Regions from separate parts of the Danio rerio genome. Here region 1 is linked to region 2. A link is a contact called in public Micro-C data. All regions are on one chromosome and are shown on one strand. Each heading gives the region's core, a stretch centred on a gene start, on an enhancer-like site or on the middle of the called end of the contact. The rest is flanking DNA. Distances are from core to core; before and after follow the strand shown.

The links. A called contact is a pair of places that touch in the nucleus more often than the background predicts.
Region 1: a Micro-C map of caudal fin shows a contact between it and region 2, with 4 times the contacts expected there. The contact joins the promoter of hoxc12a here to the promoter of calcoco1a in region 2. A contact is called at or near these places in 1 of 18 Hi-C or Micro-C datasets (caudal fin) and 2 of 4 datasets of contacts at active chromatin or transcription factors (caudal fin and embryo).

What each region holds. Positions count from the first base shown.
Region 1 is chr23:39,164,704-39,169,464 of GRCz12tu, reverse strand. hoxc12a (homeobox C12a) reads right to left here and starts at 1,801. Exons shown (of 2, transcript NM_001110759.1): 1 at 1,190-1,801; 2 at 117-430. The coding sequence starts at 1,775. The coding sequence ends at 192.
Region 2 is chr23:39,101,999-39,106,963 of GRCz12tu, reverse strand. It overlaps calcoco1a (calcium binding and coiled-coil domain 1a), which reads left to right and starts at 2,564. Exons shown (of 15, transcript NM_001110166.1): 1 at 2,564-2,725.

The DNA of each region.
Region 1 (4,761 bases), core at 552-3,051, 63 kb before region 2:
TAGACCACATAGTATAAGCAAACCTTTGGAGCCATCATTTGGTCGCGTACCCCTTATATTTGAACCCTTGTTCGCGTTTTCTGAATGCGTCATGGGGCAAGACATTCAGAGTAAAATGGGCCAATGGCAGATTACCATTAACTAAATACTGTTGTTGGGCTACCATTAAGCAATGTATATTTTGTGCCTCATTAAAAGAAGGACAAAGCCTGCTCCCTCAGCAACAGTCTCTTTTTCTTCATCCGCCGATTTTGGAACCAAATTTTAACCTGTTGGTCGCTGAGATTGAGCCTGTCAGACAGCTCTCTACGTCGCTGTCTGGTGATGAACTCGTTCAGCATGAATTCTCCTTCAAGCTCGGCCAGTTGCAGTTTGGAATAGGGTTTTCGTTTCTTGCGGGTCCGGGTGTGCATCGGGTACCACGGGGCACCTGGAGAGGGCATAGCACGGGTTCATGAGAGTCCTTAAACACAACTAGGCCAACACATACATTTATCTCCACATCTTATTGGCACTAAAATACAAAGTTATAAGTGCATTTTGTGATGCTTTTTAATTAGACACGATTTAGTGACAATCTGAAGTGTATAAAGTATGCTGAATATGTGTCGCTTCCATTTTTATGTAGCAAAAATCTCCCCGAATGCTTTACTGTTACTTAAAAGTAAATTAACGCGTTAATTGTCATATTTGCAAGAACCCCACCTATTTAGCGGTTTCAAGGCATATTAAATTACTTCGTGCAACACGCACAACAGATATTAATTCAGTTTACGAGTCACTAAAACAAAGGTCCTCTTTTCTGTCAACAGAGCAATTGCTTTTTCTGACATTTCTTCCTCTCACTAAAACAACGCTTTAGCAAAAACTACATTTATCAACAACAAAAACATATTTTTTATGCAAAAAGCGTCTAACATTTGCAGCGGGATGGCTGGTTTTTATGATGTTGTGTTTACTGGTTGTATAAATGACTGAGCGCTTAAACTGGTGAACGTGGAGCATTTTAGGGCAACCCCTAGTGGCCTTAAACAACCACGCAAGATCCATGCAGGAAAATCATAAGAGTTGCCAGTGAATGCCTTAACGAACTGTCATGCAAATAAATTAGCTGGAGCACAAATACTAGTAATTATAATACTGTGTGCTTCTGTTGTTTTTCAGCTGTGATTGAATGCGAGGGACAAACCTCCTCCACCGGCGATATTGCTTGCGTGGTTTCCTTGCGATACCAGGGTTTGTGGGTCGCTTGCTGAAGTCTTTCCTCCTTCGTTTAGCACCGAAGAACTGGAGTCGGACTCCAAAGACTGACAGGATGGCGGGTCTTGGGTCAGATGTTCGGTGCCATAATCATACTTTGAGAAGGTGCCACTGTTGCCCATCCCATTGTGCATCCCGTGATCAGACGATACTGATGTATCTCTTGCTCGCTCCTCTCGTTTGAGACTGTTGTTGTCTGAACACGAATCTCTGGTGCTGCTGGAATTGCCATAATAACACTTGCTTTCCTCCAGTCGGGTTATTTCACAAGATCGATTAAAAGAGGGGTTAATAGATACGGGACTGCTAAAGTAAGACTGAGGATATCCATTGCACGACTCCGATGGATTCCACGGGAGAGAGCAAACATTGTCCCTTCTAGGGTACGAGAGAGACGGTAGCCCCGCCAGCTGTCCCCCTGAGGCTCTAAAATTCGGGAAGTAAAACCTGTCTCCAGTGTGGATGTTTACCAAAGGTCCCACAAACCCAGGATTAAGAAGATTATGCTCGCCCATTTCCGCGGGCCAGACCAACAGCTTCTAGTTTATTGCAATCTGACATTTAACGTAGTTAAACCTGGAGGTGCACCTGATTGGTCATCTCCACGTCACGTGCCGGAGCTTACTCGAACACTAGAAGGTACCACCCACTTGGTGCTTTTCAGACAAAACAAAACATTAACTTCTGTAATACGTGTTTTATATGCTTTTTAAAAATTCTATAAAATATCTTATTAAAAATGTAAAATCTTGTTTTCCTTTTCCCCGAGCTCAAAAGTTCTAAACTGATCCTCTTTCGCCTTTCTGTTATACACAGAAGTGTCCCTAGCCTCGTTTAATCTTTACTGCAAAGCAAAAAAATAAATAAATAAAATAAAAATTACAAAAATACATATATTTTCCCTACAAAATAAACGTTATTTTTCCTTTGAGGAGAGGTTGCCTTCGACTTTGTTTTCAAACAAATTACGGCTGAATTCAGTGTCATATAAAAATGTGATGTTCATCTTTTACAGGCTTGTTTTAAAGAAATACTGATGCTCAGTGCTGAACTCCACTCATATTTACTGTAGTGGGGTCAGCAGGTTGAAACCATTGGCTCCGTAAAAGATGATGATATTCTATAAGAAATGTTTAAGAGCGTAGCCTATATTTTAGATAATATGCTCTAGTACACCTCACATGAACAACTTTAACAGATACATCCTATAAATACTCGCAGTCAAACTCATGGTAGATTGTTACACATCTCGCAATTCTTTTATTTGAATTTTACAAGCTGGCAGAGGGCATTAAAGTGATTGTGCCGCACCAAATATACCTCACTTGATCACATTAATTGATTTTTGATTCTAAATATATAAAGTAGACGCAGATTTTGATCATATCAACTGTAACTCCCTGTCATTGTCATATGTACATTATCTGAGAATGTAATTCAGGCAAAAATAAAGATTAAGATGACACAAGTCTAATGAGAACCCTGCATTAAATACCCTCCTTCACATTGGGGTCTTTAGCAAACGCAAAGCTGTTGTAATGGTAATTCAGTGGTAGTCTAAGCTTTTAGAACTTTATATTTTATGTGGTTTGCCTACTTTATTAATAGTAAATGAATACACTGATATTTTCAAATGAAGTGGTTAATGCAAAAATCAACAACACTGTTTGACTTATAGCATCTTTAATCTCCATTTTGAAAATAAAATGCGAGCAACTATAAAAGAGTTTTCAGATGTGGATACAGCTGTCATATTTAAAATTATAGATTAGAAATATATTATGTAAATATATTTTATAATTTTAAATTTGGATTATGTATTTTTTTTATAAACAATTAAAAAATCTGTTTACGGGTTTGCGTATATAGACTCTTGCGCGCATGCTGCCACATATTTACTATAACTTAGCAAATTGTATTTGCTTTCTTCGTTAATTTTAATACTGTAAGTTTTATATTTTTACATTGTTTAATGCACGAGTATTTATTTAGCACAATAACTTTGCGTTTGCTGACAATTTAAAGCTCGTGTCAGTGCATGTGTGGGGGCGTATTTCTAATTTTGATTTAAGGCCATCGTATTTATCTTAGCATCGATGACTTTCGAATAAAACTAAAGTAAAATAATCACATGAAACTTCATTTATGTCGAGAGCTATCCAGGCTATAAATGCAATGATACTGCCTAAGGAAATCCGTTGTTCAGCTTTTCATAAACACTGACGTAACGGCTATAACAAAGTCTCAAAACAACCAAAAGACAACAAATGTTGTCTTCTAAATTGCCCAAGGATTATTACATCCAAATCTGAGGCACACGTGCATGTTTTACGGCTAGAGTACTCCATACCAGATTCATGTAACTAATTAACATGCTATGCAACACTCCGTGCTTATAAATTTAAACGCTTTTGGGTATTTTCTAAAAATGTCTGTTCTTTCGTGTGCTAAATATAAATGCACTCACAAAGTTAAAAGCTGCAGAGACGTGACATTAAGCTACCAAGTTAAGAAAAAATAAAATGCTATTTAATACACTTGTTATTATTGGTATATTAGTATAGTCAGATAGTTTGTTCTGAGCAGTTTTAATAAGGATACTTCATTTTTTACCCCCAAGAGAAAAACAGAGTTAAACAAGTGATTCAGAATGTTACTACTTCCTGGAACTTAATGACATTTCAATTGCTTAATTCAGTCACAAAAATATTCGACTTAAACAACCTGACAGTCTTAAATTATCCAGCTTAAAAGTCCAAATAAAATATTATATTTGCTTACCGTAAAGCTAGCCAGTGGAGATCTCCAAAATCTCTGGAAAATGGCTAAAATTGTTGTTAGTTCAAGGTCAGTGTCTAGTGCACTGTCTGCGCCGCTGTAAGATTGCTGTCTTGGAATCCTTTTCCGTCCAGACAGGGCCATAGCGTAAACAAAGGCCTTTTTATTGTCTTTGATTTTGGAAGACAGGTTGGTTCACTGAAAGCCTCGCAGTGAATGTCCTACGAGGCCAATTTCTTGAGAAACAAAACCGTGCATTAAATGTGAATTAAAGGCTAAATACTAGCTCTCGGATACTCCATTTGAAGAACTGAAAGTTTGATAATTCAATTCAAACATAGTATGGTATGGTTTTGTATTCAAACATACTTATAACCCAATGATACCGATGCTAACTACAGTAATGGTAAATAAAAATAAGTCACAATTAATCTTAATTGTTTTAATATAGCTTTAGAATTAAACGTAGATAAGTAAATATGCGACCAATACAATTTTCAAAAAGGGAAAAGTGTGTATAACAAGACCGCACAAATGTAAATCACGTGTTTACACCACTGCATATGCATCAATTAAAAACACTAAAACAAAATGGGGGGTAAAGTCAATATAAGCTGAGCTTAAAAAGACAAATTATTTGTGTAAAACGCATAGGCATACGGGCGTAAGAAAATTGCAAACCTGAAGAAGCTTTCTGATTTAAAAAATGTTTATATATATATA
Region 2 (4,965 bases), core at 1,315-3,814:
ATAAAACAAGCAATAGGAATCCCTGACCAGATGATAAAATGACTGGCCAATATAAGTCTGGCCTGCACCAGATCTTCTCATTGATCTCCTCAGCAACACTTGACATGGGAGGAGGAGCGAGGTTAGGAGTGTCATGGGCCTGAGGGAGACTCGTCATCAAGCAAGGTCGGTAACACACTGTCTGTGTGCCATCAATCTCATGCCTCTGCCCATCCCCCCTTCCTGCCTGCGTCTCACGCAGCCTTCCACGCATTTCAGCCAAGCTCACTCTGTTAAAACAATCTCAGCACCTTTATTGGGCTGCCTCATTTACTGCCTGCATGCAATTACAGGCTGAGGGTGGCCATCTTGTTTGCAGTAGTTGCAGCTGGCTCCCTTGCAGTGCAAACTGGTTAATACCAATATACACACTCAAAAAAGAGGTAATGTCTTATCCGTGGATAAAACACTTGATAATTTTGAAGCTTAGGACTCCAAAATATCCAGGCAGTGGAACAGACAGGGCCGTTAAGATCTTAAAATAGTGAAATGTTCACTTAAGCCCTAAATCCTTAACATCAAAGGCATGCACGTGTTAAATCAGCACTTCATTTAGAATGTATATCACTTTGACTTGTGACCTCCTAATAGCACCGCGAGACTGGAGTGTTATATGTGCTAAATTCCTCAAGAAACTTCTTCTGCAATATAATCAGTCATCCATTTAAGCACACCACAAATATGAAAGATAACATGCCTGGCTGATTCAAGCTATTACTCCTAGCTATATTGAAAATAAAGTAGAGTTTAAATTGTAAATTGCATAGAGGACTCTGAAGACACATCTAAAAGAGAGTGACAAATGATAAAACCCCATTTAATTTATGGGCATACACTTTGCTAAATATATATATATATATATATATATATATATATATATATATATATATATATATATATATATATATATATATTTTTTTTTTTTTTTAATCCCTTAGTGGGCATTACACGCAACTACAACCCCACGTCTACGTAAATAGCATGTTTCCTAAAAGTACACTGCCATCTGGTGTTCACAATAAGAACATCAACAAATTAATATTTTGGAAAACAAATGTCTCCTCAGCTCTTAATTTTTCAAGACTACTATATATCTCCCTTTTCTCCTTAACTATTTCTTAAATATATTATACAGCTTTTTATTTAACCCTTAAATTTTTATTACATGCACGAAGCTGTCAATTATGCCAACCTATTTTAAGTGAGCCTAAGAGTAAGATACAAATTTTAGAAGGAATTATTTAAGCATGATAGACATTTACCATCTGTTTTTCAGCGTCATTACCAAGCATTCTAGTATCAGGTTTCTGTGAGTCAGCAAGAAACGTAGAGGGTTGTTTACTCAAGCTCAAAGCGTGTATGCTAACTGTCACTGAGGGTGCAGGAATTAAAGCAGGATAAGATCTGAAATCATTGCAGACATCGGTCAAACAAGAAGAGAATATACAAATAATCAAAGTTCGGCACGGGGACATAGCAATAAACATTCCAATATTAACACAAAATCTTAACAAGACTCGTTCTTCTGAATCGGTTCTTTTAAATGATTCTAAGAAATGATTCTAAGAAACGAATCGTTGTTCACTTATAGACTACCACAAGTTCAATTTTATTTTACCATCCATGTAAGGACACCACAAATATGAAAGATAATGCCTGGCTGATCCAAGCTAGTACTTCTAGCTATATGGAAAATAAAGTGCAGTTTAAACTGTAAATTGCAAAGAAGACCCTGAAGACATATCTAAAAAAGTGACATATGAAAAAAATATAATTAAAAAAGTATGTGCATTAACTATACTAAAGGACATTATAAAGGATATTTACTAAAAGATATAATTAGAATAAAATTAGGAACGTTTTTATGAATCGGATCTTTTTAATGATTCGTTTGAACTAGTGTGCAACAGACCGATTCTAAGAAAAGAATTGTGGTTCTTTTTCTGAATTGTACCACGAGTGCACTTTAATTTTACCATATAAATTTAATATTTGACACATAAGACGATATTCAAGTTGCTAAAGTATAGCCTATTAACAAATTCATTACAAACATGACGTTTACTCGATTTTATTAAATTTTATTGGCCCAGACACAATAGTTGATCTTAATGGTTTACATTTTTAGCCACGAGACGCATTCGAACTGACACTGAATCATGGTTTTGAACTGTCCAAAAGAACCATTTCGAGGAAATGAGTCAGATTTCCCATACCAGTTCGTTTCGCAATCGCGTTGCTTTTCGCCATGCGTTTGAACGTACATCCCTTGCATTGGCTGAAATTTGAGTGACGTATTTGCTTAACCTATAACAAGTAAATGGGTGAACGCGTAGAGAACTGTAAACCAATCAGAGATCCAATCGCTGTACTGTTACCATGACGTCTCATGTCTCACGTCGACCTTCAAAGCATCCTCCTTACAGATGGGGATTTTAGTTTTTCTGAGAGTCTGAGCAATGATTCAAAACCAGTCAAGGCACTTCATTTCCCATGATGCAGCGGTTCTCTCCGAAGCACCCATGCTTCTGTTTTTGTTATTGTTGTGAGAGGTTCGTGGTACAGCTCATCTCGGCAAATGTGTCAGTGTAAATTAGACTTGTCATCAGTCTCATACACGCTTTCTGTTTTATGACAGAACATCGTTTTCAAGAGGATATTGTTTTGATTACCTAAGCTAAATCGGGTGAGTTTTGCTATACGATGGTTGCGTTTTTCCACAAAGGAAAAAAAAAAAAAAAAAACAGCAGCATAATCAGTAGCACGCAGCTACTGTAAAGACGAAGCATGCCGTGTTTATAACCTCCAGCTTATTTCAAGCGGTCTCAAGGAATACACATTGATAAAATCTATTTTAACATTGTTGCTATGTTTTTGTTAAATTGTTGCAACAAAGTGTCCGATCTGCTGATGCATTGTTTTTCTTGTTGCCACGCTGTAGCGAGTAACTTGAGATTGTTTCTAACTTGGGCCTCGCTTTGCAATAGCCATCCACGATTGTCTACGACGCAAAGAAAATATTTGTTTTATCTTCGTTATTCAGCAAAATAAAACAAACTTAATTGTTGAAGCAATACAGAACTTATGCAATGGTTATTTTCTTTTATGCCACAGCAGCCATGCGTCAAGTAAAATTAAAAATGCATTAACGTTTCTGTAATTTGTTTTATTTTTAGTATTTTTGTATGAACCATTTTCACACACTTTTTTAATAAGTCATAATGAAGAATCATTTAATGTATTACATATTGTTTATACAATTTCTCAAACTTAAAAAAAAATGTACTGAAACGAAGCTGCAAGATTCTGACATCAGACACATGACGTCAGAAAACGTCCTTGGTCGTTTCATGGAGAGTCTAAATATGGAGGGTTTAGTTTATTATGAGTTGCTAATGATGGACGCACCTGTCATTGCTTGTAATCCATACAGTTCGCACAGTGGGTCACAGCATTTGTGGCACCTGCCAGCCAGTCACAAATGCTCTCGAAGAGCTGATGTGTGTCTGGCTAAGAAAATCTGCACACATTATCAATCACCCTCAGGAACTCAGCATCTAATTTAACAAACAGTTCCTCTTGACTTGCGCAATGCATTCACCTCTCCCCTACTGTCCTCTTTAAGCCTTGATAATAATGCCCATACCTATTAATGCCTGTTTAATGTTATGTATATATGTAAATGTGGATATAAACAGATGTGGAATGCATATTTATGATTAATACACATGTGCATTTGTGCATATAAGGTAAAATAGTTCCTATTGACCAATTGACAGTGTATAAAGTCACCATTAAATCAATGTTGCCAATTATTATTTGGATTATATATATATAATCTTTAATCAAACTAATCTCTGAAATACAGTAGTCAAAAAATTAAAAAAAGTCTATTACTTTGATGAGAGTTGGCTTTGGTCCACTTAAAATTTTGACAACTGTATATACAGTGCATCCGGAAAGTATTCATAGCGCTTCACTTATTCCACAACTTTTGATGTCCACACCTGTCTTTGGGAATTTTTGCTCATTCCTCTTTGCAGTACCTCTCAAGCTCTATCAGGTTGGATGGGAAGCGACGGTGCCATCTTCAGATCTCTCCATGTTCAATAGGATTTGGGTCTGGGCCACTCATGGACATTCACCGTGTTGTTGTGAAGCCACTCCATTGATATTTTGGTGGTGTGCTTTGGGTCATCGTCCTGCTAGAAAATGAACCTTCGCCCCAATCTGAGGTCAAGAGCACTCAGAAGCAGGTTTTCATTCAGGATGTCTCTGTACATTGCTGTATTCATCTTTCCTATTATCTTGACTAGTCTTCCAATTCCTGCTGCTAAAAAACATCCTCACAGCATGATGCTGCCACCACCATGCTTCACTGTAGGGATGGTATTAGCCTGGTGATCAGCAGTGCCTGGTTTTCTCCAAATGTAACGCCTGGCATTCACTCCATAGAGTTCAGTTTTAGTCTTATGAGACCAGAGAATTTTCTTTCTTATGGTCTGGAAGTCCTTCGGTTCCCTTTTGCCAAAATTCCAGGTGGGGAGTGGCTTCCGTCTTGACACTCCACCATACATGCCTAATTGGTGGATTTTGTGCTTTGACATGCACTGTCAACCCTGGGACCATATATAGACAGATCTATGCCTTTTCAAATCAAATCATGTCCAGTCAACTGAATTTACCACAGGTGAACTACAATTAAGCTGCTAAAACATCTGAAGAATGATCAGTGGAAACAATGTACCTGAGCTCAATTTAGAGCTTCTCGGCAAAGACTGAATGCTTACGTACATGTACGTTTTTCAGGTTTATATATATATATATATATATATATATATATATATATATATATATATATATATATATATATATATATACATACATACATACATATATACATATATATATACATATATATATATA